Regions from separate parts of the Oryctolagus cuniculus genome. Here region 1 is linked to region 2. A link is a contact called in public Hi-C data. All regions are on one chromosome and are shown on one strand. The core of a region is the stretch at or near the end of the contact, and the rest is flanking DNA. Distances in the headings are between cores, read along the strand shown. Region 1 overlaps COL14A1 (collagen type XIV alpha 1 chain). Region 2 holds the start of COL14A1 (collagen type XIV alpha 1 chain).

The links. Hi-C and Micro-C count contacts between places; a contact is called where the count stands out from the background.
Region 1: a contact with region 2 is called in a Hi-C map of psoas muscle, with 2.1 times the contacts expected there. The contact joins the enhancer-like site here to the promoter of COL14A1 in region 2. A contact is called at or near these places in 3 of 6 Hi-C or Micro-C datasets (ear pinna, psoas muscle and an unstated tissue).

Annotation. Positions count from the first base shown.
Region 1 is chr6:146,092,290-146,098,976 of mOryCun1.1, reverse strand. COL14A1 (collagen type XIV alpha 1 chain) reads right to left here. Exons shown (of 48, transcript XM_070075442.1): 43 at 5,339-5,374; 44 at 4,303-4,369; 45 at 668-856. Among named protein-coding and RNA genes, the nearest start is that of MRPL13, 95 kb to the left of the region's middle. Within about 2 kb of position 2,011, at least 1 of the 8 cell types and tissues checked has an H3K27ac peak or open chromatin away from gene starts, as enhancers often do.
Region 2 is chr6:145,859,350-145,866,097 of mOryCun1.1, reverse strand. COL14A1 (collagen type XIV alpha 1 chain) reads right to left here and starts at 2,199. Exons shown (of 48, transcript XM_070075442.1): 1 at 806-2,199.

The sequences.
Region 1 (6,687 bases), core at 762-3,261, 230 kb before region 2:
AAATTCAACCAAGTGAGTCTTACCATTGGATTACTTCTAAGACCTGTAGATAGTAGAAAATAAGGCAAAGTAGGATCTTAATTTTAATGAAAGTTTCATGGCAAAGACAAAACACTGGCCCATGAAACTCTTATGCTATCAACTCATAGTACAGAACAGTGAGCCACAAACAGTACTTGAACTTGAAGTTTGGAGCTGACACCATCTACAGAGGGATATGTGAACCTGTGTCCACATAACTTGTGACTCTTCCCAGAAATGCCACGGAGTGTTGCCCAGTGTGGGCACTGCACAAAAGAAGCACTACATATGCATACTAAATGAAGTCTGCTGTTGTGACTCATGTGTGATATCACGTTTTCCCCAAGGGAGGCATCATCTCCTAATTCTTCAACCTGGAAGAGGCAGCTTATCTGAATTGGTCTGTCTGGAGGGAATATCTTCCTTCTGTTAGCTCAACAGCCTCTTGGAGTTGTGTTGGGGTTTTGAGTCTACTGTTCTATAAACAGATATGGCTCTGGATAAACATGTTGCACACTGTTCTTTTCTTCATCTTGGGAATAAGTAAGATATTGAATTGCAGATGGAGAAGGGGAAGCATCACTGTTGTGCCATGTTTCAATGCACCCATCTCAAACAACTCTACTGGAGGAGTGGTCTAGCTTACCTCGTTCTCCTGGGGTCCCTGGCACGCCTGCACTTCCCGGAAAGCCTGGTGAGCCTGGGGGTCCTTGTTCTCCAGGCGTTCCAGGTGAACCTGGCCTCCCAGGCTCCCCAGGAGGGCCTTGGATGGTCCGGATGGATGAGGAATGGCTGGGAATCTGGTTGAGGATGGCTGTGTATCTGGCCATGTGACCTGAGGCAGGAAGCATAAAGGGTGCATTCAATGAACTGGCCCGCAGAGGGGTCTGGGGGGAGTTATTTGTTTATTTGTTAAGGCTTTGAACAATTTCATTAGACACCCACCAAGAGAGAAACAACACACCTCTCTGAAATAGGTCGATTTCCAACTTAACATTTTTTACGTTTTACTTTGGACGACAGTAGTGGCTGGATTGTACTCAAGGCACATCTCATGTATTTGGAATTCTACAGTTCACGTCAGCATCTCAATAAACACCACTGAGCAGAAGTCATAAATTTTATTTTCACCCCCAACATTTATCTGACCCCTGAACCCTTACCCAGCTGCCTTTTTCTCTAGAAATTTCCCCCAAACTGTCTTTTTTCCAACCCATAAAGCCTGCTCCACCCTCTTGCTCACAAATCCCCAGACAAGCGCTGTGTCTCAACTCCTCTCTTCGCTGCCAAGCTTTTCTTTCAGGAACATTTACTTGGGTCCCAGCTGTAGAAACGTCCATCAGTTTTTCTAAAAAATAAATCTGGCTCTCAACCCCATTGCCTCTTAACTCAATTATGCCTGGAAGAATATAGTTTTTAACAACTGGAAATACATATTTATAAAGTATTTGATACTATGGTGCCTCATTCTTCCAGCATCATCATCAGGAGATTTTTTTTCCCAAGTAAGTGAATTTTCTAGGTGCTTTTTATTTCTCCCTTTGCAAATATTTAAATGAAAAATAAGCTTGGGAATTCAGCCTAGCAATTAAAATGCCAATCAAGATGTCTGCAATCCACATTATCAGTGTGCCTGGGTTTGATTCTTGGCTCTGGCTCCTGATTCCAGATTCCTGCTAATACAGACCCTCAGAGGCAGCACTGATGGCTTAAGTGATTTTATCGCTGCCACTCACATGGGAGCCCAAGACTGAGTTCCCAGCTCCTCACTTTGGCACTGGCTCAGTTGTCACAGTCAGTTGGGAAATGAACCAGCAAATGAGTTTCCCTCGCTCTCTCTGCCTCTTAAATAAACTTAAATATCTTTAAAGAAAAACAGCAGCCATCTTTTGAGGAATCATTTCTAATTCACTGCCTTCTTAAGCACTGGACTGTGATGTCACAAGGGTCTCCCTGATGTCTTGAGGGCCATCAGCAGCCATGTCTGTTGCTTTCTGCATCTGCGTCTTTCACTTCTCCCTGGACACGGGGGTAATCCTTTACCATTCTCCAGACTGTCATCACTTTGGCCTTGCACAGTTTCCCATCTAACCCTTTTTCATGTAATCTTTCTTATCTACCGAGAACTGAAAACCAGATGACTGAGCTTGTAAAAACAAAAATCATAGGCTAACCAGTAAATCAGGTTCTCAGTGAGAGCCCAAGGAATAAAATAAAAAGCAGAGAAAATCAATTCTGCATTTGGGAACAAGGTTGGGCTGGACAGAGTCTCTTCCATTTCCTTCCCTTAGATCTGAACTGACAGGCAGGGCCTTCCTATTCTAACAACTTAATTGAACTTTCCTGTCCAACTTCCAGACCCCACCTTCTAGAAGTCATTTACAAGAATCTGAGAATTCCCAAGGGGCAAAACACAATTTTGAGCCCTCAGTTTTTAGGGCAGGTTTTAAATAATCATATATTCATACACATTTTTATTCTATAGTAGAACAAGAAAATATCATGATGCTTTCTTCTCATTGTGGTCTATGAGTCATAAAATGTATCCCTCATTTTTCCTAAAATAACAGTCCATTTATTTACACAGTACGCTTGAAATGAGAAACCGGCCAAATAATCCAATATGGGCCAAATTTGGATGCATTATACTACAAAAATGACTAATGTTCAATTTCCCTTTTATAAATTATATTTTTAAAGATCTCATTTTAGTATTAAATATTTTAATTTAATGACAAATTCTCTCAAACACTTACAGCCAGTTTGGACAACATGTATAACATAAAATTAAACTAAAGGGAGCATTACTACAGTTGTGAGAAGACAGTAGGTTTGTATTTGGTTTTCCCTGATATTTTTACCTTAATGAAAATTTTGTGAAGTCCCTGCATTTCCTCACTTCATGGCTTCCCCAGGGTGACATCTGGATTTACTGCAGAACTCTGGATGGTAATCTAGACCCAGCCCTACAGGGCTCCCCTGACCTAACACTCAACTTTTCTTGTGTTAAAATAAATATAATCCTAAAGTGAACAAGGTAGCTACTCAGGTAATGTCAGCCCTGATCTCCTGGGAGGTCGCGGGCAGGAGTCAGGCTAGAGTTGGGTGGGTTTGAGAAGAATAGTTCATCTCTATTTGGCTGCAGATCTTCCTCATACTGAATAAATTATTTAAAAGAGAAGAATACACACTAGGGAATTTCTGATTAGATTGAGACAAAATATATATTCCATGAATAAGCAGAAAATATGCAAAATGGGAGGGTTAGTAAATGGATGAGCAGGAATCTGTCATTGAAACACAATGTTGTTGAAAAGTTCAAGTTTAATAAGAAAAGGGACAGTTATCAGGTGTGTTTCAATGTAATTTTTGGCATGAAGCCCAAGTGTCATAAGTCTTATCAGATGTCACAACAAACCTGTCTCAGTGTGTGTGAAAATGTGTGTATTTTGGCATCAAATCTAAAGATTAAGGTAAGGACCTTAGGCTGAACAGAAGATGACAGATGTAAAATGGATTTTAATAATAAGGAAATATTGACTTACATACTATGAGTCTGTGTAGCCATTTGGCCTAGCTGTTAAGCCACTAGTGGGGATGCTTGAATCTCACATATGAGTACCTGGGTTTATGTCCTAGCTCTGGCTCTTCATTTCAGCTTTCTACCAATGCTGGGGGGCAGCAGTAATGGCTTGGATGATTAGGTTCTACCACCCACATGGAAGACCTGCACTGGGTTTCCAGCTCCTGGCTTCTGGCCCCCAAGCCATTTTAGCCATTTGCAGCTGAGTTAGCAGATAGGAATTCTGTCTGCATCTTCATTTCTCTTAAATTTTTAAAAATACAACTGTAGGTCTATTTTTTAAAATAAGTCTTGCAAGTTAACTGAAATCAATACTGCAAATCATTTTTTTTTTTTTTGAAGGTAGCTTCTGAAGATGTAGTCTGTCAACATTCAAGTGCTCATCACTTGAGAAAAATACAAAATTCTCTCCATTTGGAGAAAGACAAAGGGATAGAAGATGTGGCCTGGGCCATCACGTTAAATCTACATGGCAAACTGATAGTTCTTATGTGAAGTTAAGCTTCTGTAGCTTTGATGGCGAGCTCTAGGGTAATCTGTAATGATCTCTTAGATGGATCAGCAGGGGCTCATCATAAAGCTTACATGTCTGCACCAAGACAAAGCTTCAGAGATATTCCCCTAAGTCTTTATGCTCATGAGAAAGGCCCATAGGGAGAAGTAAGGTGAACCAACCTGCACAACCACAGTGTACTTACTCTGGATGAGCTGTTCACATACTTGACGTGCCACTGCTCTCACCATGGCTTGGGACTGCAGGTCACCCTGGATGAGAAAAAAGCACAGTCCTGACTCTCCGGCACAGGCCTTGCCACACACCAGGACTTCCAGGATGTGGCTCTGACTTGGACCCACTAATGCCATCTGGGCTCTTCGGCTCCTAACAGAACATAGGATGCTGCACACAGAGGAGAGGGCAATGTGACATTCATGGCTCCAGATTCTCAAGAGTCTTATTCAAACGAAAAGGTGCAAGTATTTCTATCCCAGATTCTAAAGATTTAATAGTTTTGAAACAAATCATATATATTTAATGCCTCATTTACACTCTTTAGAGCTTATAAAATATAGCACTTTCTCAAGCAGTGACTCATTTAATACTAATAATAACTCAGAGGAAAGATGTTAAACCCATTTTATAGCAGAATAGTGTTAAGTACATTGCCCAAGTTTTCACAGAGGTAAATGGATGAGCCTAGAGCCACTGCTGTTTCTATTATAGCCAATAGCCCAATTGTATTAGCAGCTGCACCACTTCTTAAAGGAGAGATTAACTGATTTAAATTTGGAGGTCAGTTCTTTAATTCTATTCCTGTCATTGTTTGCTTGGGTGCCAATACGGGGCTATCAGGAAAAGCAGGACTCCCATCCTATTACTTAGCATTTGTAAAGAGCTTTAAGCTTTCTATAGCCCTTTTGCTTCCATACAATTCCCTTCTGAAATTCACTTTGTGAGTTAAATGAGTTTGATTCTCCTCTTTTTGTGCTTAAGACGCATTCCCAGGTTATCAAGGTGGATGGCAGCAAAGTAATAGAAACTCGCTCTCCTGACTTCAACTTAGGGCTTTTTCCACTGAAAAATGTGTTCCCAGTCGAATAAGGTGGAGGGAAGACAAGGAAATGGCATCACAGCAATGAATAACCACTGTAGTAAATAGTCATCCTTCAACAGGCTCATGCACTAGACAGTGTGCAGCCAGCTGCAGCCTTTGAGCAGAGCCACAGAATACTTACGCGCTCTCCTCGCTCTCCCTTTGGACCAGGGACACCCTAGAAGTGAGAAAATTGTTGAGTTACCTAGGATACCACACATAGCCCAAACCAACCAGCATGCATCTTTTCTCATTTTGTTAAGAACTTTTTTTTAAAACTTTTATTTAATAAATATAAATTTTGAAAGTACAACTTTTGGGTTATAGCAGTTTTCCCCCCATAACCTCCCTCCAACCTGCAACCATCCCATCTCCCACTCCCACTCCCTCTCCCATCCCATTCTTCATAAAGATTCATTTTCAATTATCTTTATATACAGAAGATCAACTTAATATATACTAAGTAAAGATTTCAACAGTTTGCACCCACACAGACACACAAAGTATAAAGTACTGTTTGAGTACTAGTTTTACCATTAATTCGCATAGTACAACACATTAAGGACAGATCCTCCATGGGGAGTAAGTGCACAGTGACTTCTGTTGTTGATTTAACAATTAATATTCTTATTCATGACACCAGTAATCACCTAAGGCTCTTGTCATGAGCTTCCAAGGCTATGGAATCCTCTTGAGTTCACAAACTCCAACCTTATTTAGACAAGGCCATAATCAAAGTAGAAGTTCTCTCCTCCCTTCAGAGAAAGGTACCTCCTTCTCTGATGGCCCGTTCTTTCCACTGGGATCTCGCTCACAAAAATCATTCATTTAGACCATTTTTTGCCACAGTGTCTTGGCTTTCATGCCTGAAATACTCTCATGGGCTTTTTAGCTAGACCCGAATGCCTTAAGGGCTGATTCTGAGGCCAGAGTGCTGTTTAGGGCATCTGCCAATCTGAGTCTGCTGTGTATCCTGCTTCCCATGTTGGATCGTTCTCTCTTTTTTAATTCTATCAGTTATTATTAGCAGACACTGAAGACCTTTTTCTTAGCACTAGAAATTCCACAACAAAAACAGTTATACAAAAATAGGAGTAAGACAGACAACAACCTGTAATCACACCAGGCATAAATAGCTTTTCTCAACATTTTCATCCTCCAGCCTTTTTATGTAAATTGGAATGCAACACTATTGCTTTGTAACCTACATCTTTACTGAATGGGTCTTTCACCTTTTGCCACACTCTACTGTATTCTGCTGCTGCTTTGTAACTTATTTCACATATTTCTACTGAATAAATTATTGCAGTATTAAAGGAATATCTCTGAAGCAAAGAAAAGATCTCTCAGCCTAGAAATTCAAATAAGAGATGGGATTCTATGCAATTCTCCCTATTTATCCTCAGTAAAAGAGCACATAGTTATATGAATTCTCAGCTGAATTATTGTTTTTAAATGTGGCTTTGCTACTATTCAATCCATGAAAGATGT
Region 2 (6,748 bases), core at 950-3,449:
CCAACTCTGAGGGACGCTTCTCCGCCCAGCCCTGGCGCCGCGCACGCCAGGGCTAGAAGCAGGGAGCGCTCCAGAGGGGTTGAGCGATAGGAGTAGAGGTAGAGAGATCCTCCAACATCCAAGCCTGGAGGAGCATCTCAAAGCCTCCTGGCTTCAGACGCCAAGCAAAAGGCGCTAAGCTTCGGGATTTCCCAGCGCAGAGACGCGGAAAAGAGCGCCTAACTTCAGCACTCTCCGTCAACGCGCTCTGCCCGGCGGCTCCCCTCAGCGGCCAGCTCCCGTCCCTAAACTACCCAAGTCCACTGCAGGTCAGCGCGCGGCCGAGTTCTTCCCTCATGATCTCAACGGGCTGTTCTGCCAAGCTCTCCAAATACAACTTAAATAGAAACTCTGCTGTCTACGAACAGTCAGCCGTTCCCTTAAGACAAATTTCTGAGCCTCTTTCCCACCAGACTATCGCCTTTACTAAGCCCCATTCTAAATTGTAGAGTTGGAGCCGAGCCGCCACAGCACCTCCAACCAAACCCAGCTTCTTGCCGCCTCACGCAAGCTCTCAAGCGCGTGGAAAGCGCCCGGATAACTGCAAAAGGTATCTCCGCACTCACGTCACGCAGCGGGGCGTCAGGGTGCCCCGCCCCATCTCCCCTGTCCCCCGGCCCAGGTCTCCAGTCCCTCCGGGGCGCGCACGTGTAGAGAAGGTGCGAGTAATTGCGAGGCGTTTGCAGGTGGCTCGCTCTCCACTTTTCCTACCTCAGGAACACTCTTCGAAGCTGAAACGCAGAGGTGCAGAGAAAGACGGACCTACCTGTTCAGTGCGATGCCCCCAGTTCAGCTTGGGGGTCTCTCCACGCTTGGGGAAGCTGCGCGTTCTGCCGCGAGCTGGTTCTCAGAAGCGCACCACCCTCGCGCGCTTCCCTCCAAGCGCCCTTTTAGTCTCTCCCTCCTTCTCCCTCTCCCACCCCCAGCCTCTCCCGCGCTTCGCTCTCCCTGAGCGCCCAGGATCAGATAAGAGGGAAGGCAGGCCCGCGGGCGGCCAATTATAGGGCGGAAGGTGGCCAGGAGGGCGGGAGGGAGAGGGGGGAGGCAGGCCTAGGGCCCTAACCTCACCCCCCCAACCCGCCTCGACTCCGCTTTTCCCCTCCTCCTCTCCCCCATCCCCGCCCCACAGGCGATGCGGAGGAGTCCGCCCCGCGCCTTCCCCACGCGCTCCCACCCGAGACCTGGCTGCAGCCGGTGCAGTGCGCCAGGGGCTGGCCGCTCCTGTACCAGCCGTTCTGGAGGCCCCGGGGTCTCGCGCTCTCCTGGCTTCGTGTGCTCGGTGCCTACCTCCTCATCCTCAAAGACCCGTGCTGCCTTACCGCGTGGGAGACCCCGTGCTCCGGGATTGTGGGTGAGGCGGACGGGACCCGATCCACCGTAAAGACTCTCTTGGGTCTTTTCCATCCGCCCCCCTGCCGCCTTTACCCCCTCATAGCCCTCAGAACAGGGCTATAAACGCCAAAGCAGCGATGCTCAAACTGCAGAGTGCAGGCGTGTCGAAGTGGACATTTTCGTTGGTTAGAAAATCACCAAGGCAAGCGGATTCCTGCGGTTGGACTTCGCACCTGCAGGGTCCCCGCCTGCAGAGATTCAGGCGGGCTGCAGGGCTAGGCTGAGGCCGGGGACCTGCGTTTATTAAACACCGCAGTGGGTTGATCCACGCAGGCCACCCTTTTCAGGTCTCTGCCCTGAGACGCTCTCCCCACTCTGACCTCTTAAATCCGCATCCGTTTTTACACCCCTTCTAGAACCGTGTAGAATCCACCCCCTCGCCCGCTCTATTTTTCACCACCTGGCTTGTTAGGTGTGTTCAAAGGTGACGGGGAGGGCGCATAGAAACTAGGAATCTAGCAAGACCCTATTTTTTTATGAGAAAAGTCATTTCTCGCCTTCAAAAGAAGCTATCCCACCACGGACAGAGGCTGAGGATGTGCAGAAGAGCAAGGGCAAGGGCTGTCTTAGAAGCTCCGGCCCTGCCTCCGCCCTGCACCGCCAAGCATGCAGGAAGGGGCCACAGCCACTTTGGGATCCATTTCAGGGTGGGCCTTCCCACGACCTGGCTGTTGAGAGCCGCCGCCTCTGCGTTCCGTGCGTTTGCGTGCTATTCGCGGCCCTGCCCATGCCCTGCGCACTTTGCCCCCCAGGTCCTGCGGTTGGAGCGGAGAAGGCCAGCTCCAGACCCCGCCACCGCCCAGTGGTCTTGGCAGGAGTTGGCCTCGGCTCGGGCGCAGTGTGCAGCTGCAGCCAGGCGCCACTCCGCCTCCGCACTTCACTGCAGGCGCAGCGCAGCTTTCTGGGAGACGGATTCCCCGAGCGAGGGCTCCCTCGCAGAGCGGCCAGAGTGAGAGCGCCACCTGGTGTTCGGATGGGGCGGGAACTGGAAAGGGCCCCTCGCCCTAGACTTGACGCGCACGGAGCTGAATTCCTATCGTTTATTCCCGGAGATAACTACCATTTTATTATCTCTTCCTCTGCCCTCGAACAGGTGATTTTTATCCTCATATTCTGTTCCCAGTTTTCACTAATAAAACTTTTTTCTTATGTTCATTTCTACCAAGATGCAAATGACCAATATAAGCCTTTCTTTTAATTCCCTTGAGGGAAATAGCTGCATGTTAACACAAACTTTTAGGTAAAACTTCCAGGAATACCTTTTATTCATTAGAGAAAACTGGGACTGGGAGATTCCCGGATGATTTTACAATGTAAAACGTATACAAAAAAATCCAGATACAAGTAGACATGCATATTTGAAAAATATTGTATGATGATGTGTATTGGTGTACTAATCGTATTAAATGCTATTTTTAAATTTTCTAACTTGTACTCATCGTTTTTAACGTTTGACTTCTCCCCTTTCACTTTATAAATAGGCTTCAATTAATGCTGAATAAGAATAGCTAGTTGCAATCAATTTCCCACTGAGTCACAGTTGGATGTGAATTTCCAGACCTTTCAACTGTTATCTTAGGGTGAACCCTAGCATCTGGTAGAGTACAGAGAACTGAACCATAGAAAAGACCAGAAGACGGCACCCGCCAAGGGTCTCCATCCTCAGTCTAGGAAAAATTGCATAAGCTTATGTGGTGCCTTTTCAAAGATAACAAAAATTCCAGCTTCCCACTGGGATGGATCTTGAAGCTCTACAACTCTCCCCCAGAGTGTCATCAAGAGTTTGTGGTGTGATTATAAACCTCCTCCTCTCTAAGGAACACACACACACACACACACACACACACTATTGCCCCTTTCTTCTCCGTGCCCTGGAACCTTGCAGGAAGACTTCGGGGTAAACCTGAAAACCTGAATTGAAGGGCTTTGCTGCCCCTTGTTTTTTTCACTTCAATGATTTAGCTTCTCTGAGCCTAACTCCTCAGAGAAGAAGAAAATTATAAAGAATTAAGAAATAACAGCTATATTATCTACACTAGAAGAAGAAAATGACAGCTTTATTATCCACACTGGGATCACCCCCCTTAAGTCCATTGCCCATGACAGTGCTGTCTTCAGCAATCCTGCTGGAAGATTCTCCCCTGTTTCTCAACAGAGGTGCTACTGGCATTTGGGGCAGGATATCATGACTTTGTAAAATATTTATCATCCCCGGCCCCATCAACCAAATTCCAGTAGAACTACCCCTTCTCCTAGTCATGATAAAGTCAGTAATATTATGAAAATAATACCAGCACACCTCCTGCATGAATAGCAAAGCATTTCCAGATGAGAGTTATTTGCTCTTTAATAACCTGTTGTAATCCCTGTCTGTGCCCCCAAGCCTGGTGTCTGGTAGGTAAGCATCAGCTGATAATATGACTTACATATGAACATTAACCCCAGCCCAAGTCCCCACTTCCTGCTCCCATGTTCGTCCCTCCAGGACCCAAGGGTCCATGTGCCTTCTGATTGACCAGTGTCCCTGTCAGACTGGCTGTTGAGTACTTTGTTTTTCACCCTAAAGATACAAAGCCCTGAATTCCTTTAGGAGGTCACCTCCACTTCACTGGATGTAGTTGCTGGGGAGAGTAGGCTGTTACTTAGGATGCCCTGCTTCCACCTAGCCAAGTGTAGACAAAAGCTCTAAACTAAGCCAACCAGATGCTCTCCCTGAAATGTATTAAAGGCTGGGACACAAGAGCAGGGGGAAAAAAGTGTTTTCCCAATTTTTTACTCAAGTTCGTCCTAATAAGGCTATCTGAACCATTACTTCTTACCCCCAGACACATCTCACATCCAGCAGGAACACACCAGTACAGCTTGCACTGACTGAGAATCATGAAATGCTCCCGTACCAGTTGGTGAATTGCTGCTGTCCCAAAGTCCTGAATGCCTTCTCCCCCATCACCTTCCTGGACCTACAACTCCAACTCTCTTTGATCCAATGACTGAAAAGTTGAATCAGTTGATGGCCTCTAGATCACTGCTCAAGTGTGGCTACTGGCATCCATTTTATCCATTGTGATTGGGTTGTCCTTGTACCATCCTGGGTGTTCAATTTCTTGAACCCCAGCCTTGACCAGAGCCCCAGATATCTGGTCCCTGCCCTCCCTGAAGCTCTGCCTGGGTTGCATTAGAAATCTCCATTTATTTTGGATTTGATTTCTTTCCCTATTAACAAACCAAGTCAATCTGTCAACCAAGTTGACTCAACCAAGTCAAACTGTAGTTTACCAGTCCAAAAGCTGGGACAAAGGACTTGTCCAAGCTTACCCGTAGTCCCATAGTGTTAACAGAAAAGTCAATACTAGAATTCAAAAGTCTTAAATTCCAGGCCAGAGCTTTGCCCACAATAGCATGCTGACCCCTTTTCAAAAATATTAATAATTAGGAGTTTGCTTGTTAAATCTGTCCATGTGCATCACTGTATCTTAATTTGTTAGCCCTTCGGGTATGAAGAATTCCAGAGGTTCGAATCATATTTCCCTGTGCTGTCCGTTGTGGTGCTGGAGTCCTTCTCCGCACAATTGCCTTTCATATTCTTGAACCAGTGATTAAGGCATTCCTCATCTTTTCAGCTCCTTGGCCCAGATCAAAGGCATGATTTTGACTGCAGCCAAGTTTTTCATGTGTGACAACACCCTGTCAGTGTATGCATGCTTAATAAAAGGTTGCATTGGAGCAGGACTGAGAGATGTACCTACTCATTTTACAAATGAAGAAACTGAGGTCCAGTGAATTAAATACCCTGTGCTAATCCCCCCAAAAAGGACAGTGGCGGATAATTCTAGATGCAATATTGTCTAACAAGAAGTCAAGATGTCTGCCAATAATAATGTCCTAATAAAAAGATGAACTTTTATTGAGGGTCTTTGGATGCTAGATAGGCTAAAAGAGCTCACATGATTATTTTAAATTATTATTTAGGGGCCAGCACTGTGGCTTAGCAGTTTAAAGTACCACCTGCAAAGCCAGCATCCCATATGGGCACCAGTTTGAATTCTGGCTGCTCCACTTTCCATCTGGCTCCCTGCTGATGTGCCTGAGAAAGCAGTGGAAGATGACTCAAGTGCTTGAGTCCCTGTACCTATGTGAGAGACCCGAATGAGTATCCAGGCTCCTGGCTTTAGCCTGGTCCAGCCTTGGCCTTTGCAACCATTTGAGGAGTGAAGTGGGTGGAAGACACCTCTCTCTCTGCCACTCCTTCTCTTTCTATAATTCTGCCTTTCAAAATAAATAAATAAATAATTTAAAATTTGATGTCTTAAAATAATTCATAAGTGTGTTTTTATTTTTTAATTTATTTGACAGGTAGAGTTATAGACAGTGTAAGAGAGAGAGACAGAGAGAAAGAGAAATACAGAGAGAAAGGTCTTCCTTCCATTGGTTCACCCCTGAAATGGCCGCTACTGCCGGCACTGCACTGATCCAAAGCCAGGAGCCAGGTGACTCCCCCAGCTCTCCCATGTGGGTACAGGGGCCCAAGCACCTGGGCTATTCTCCACTGCCCTCCCAGGCCATAGCAGATAGCTGGACTGGAAGAGGAGCAACCAGGACTAGAACCCGATGCCCTAATACAATGCCAGCGCTGCAGGTGGAGGATTAACCAAGTGAGCCACTGCGCCGGCCCCTCATAAATGTGTTTTTAAACCAACGTATTCCATGTGTTTTTTACATGTGTTTTAAATGTATTTTTAAACATGCATATGCCATGTGTCAAGCAAGTCTAAACAACTGTCATATATTTACTATTGGGTAGAAGAGGTCATGCTCTCATGCTGCCAGCCCTGCTCCTTTATCTTCTCAGCATAATTAGATTACAGTTTTGGTTAAATCCAAATTGTGCTTCCAGTCACATGCTATGCACACATTATTCATGTTAAAGCATCCTGATGCATTATAATTAGTTTCCCTTTCTACTCTTTGTTTCCTGAAGTTGATAATTACCTTGCTTTTTCATTTGTCTAATTTTCTTTTGCTTTCTTCTAGCCCTTCCTACCACTTTTTTTTTTTTGACAGGCAGAGTGGACAGTGAGAGAGACAGAGGGAAAGGTCTTCCTTTTCCGTTGGTTCACCCTCCAATGGCCACCGCGGCTGGCGCACTGTGGCCAGCGCACCGTGCTGATCTGATGGCAGGAGCCAGGTACTTCTCCTGGTCTCCCATGGGGTGCAGGGCCCAAGCACTTGGGCCATCCTCCACTGCACTCCCTGGCCACAGCAGAGAGCTGGCCTGGAAGAGGGGCAACCGGGACAGAATCCGGCGCCCCAACCGGGA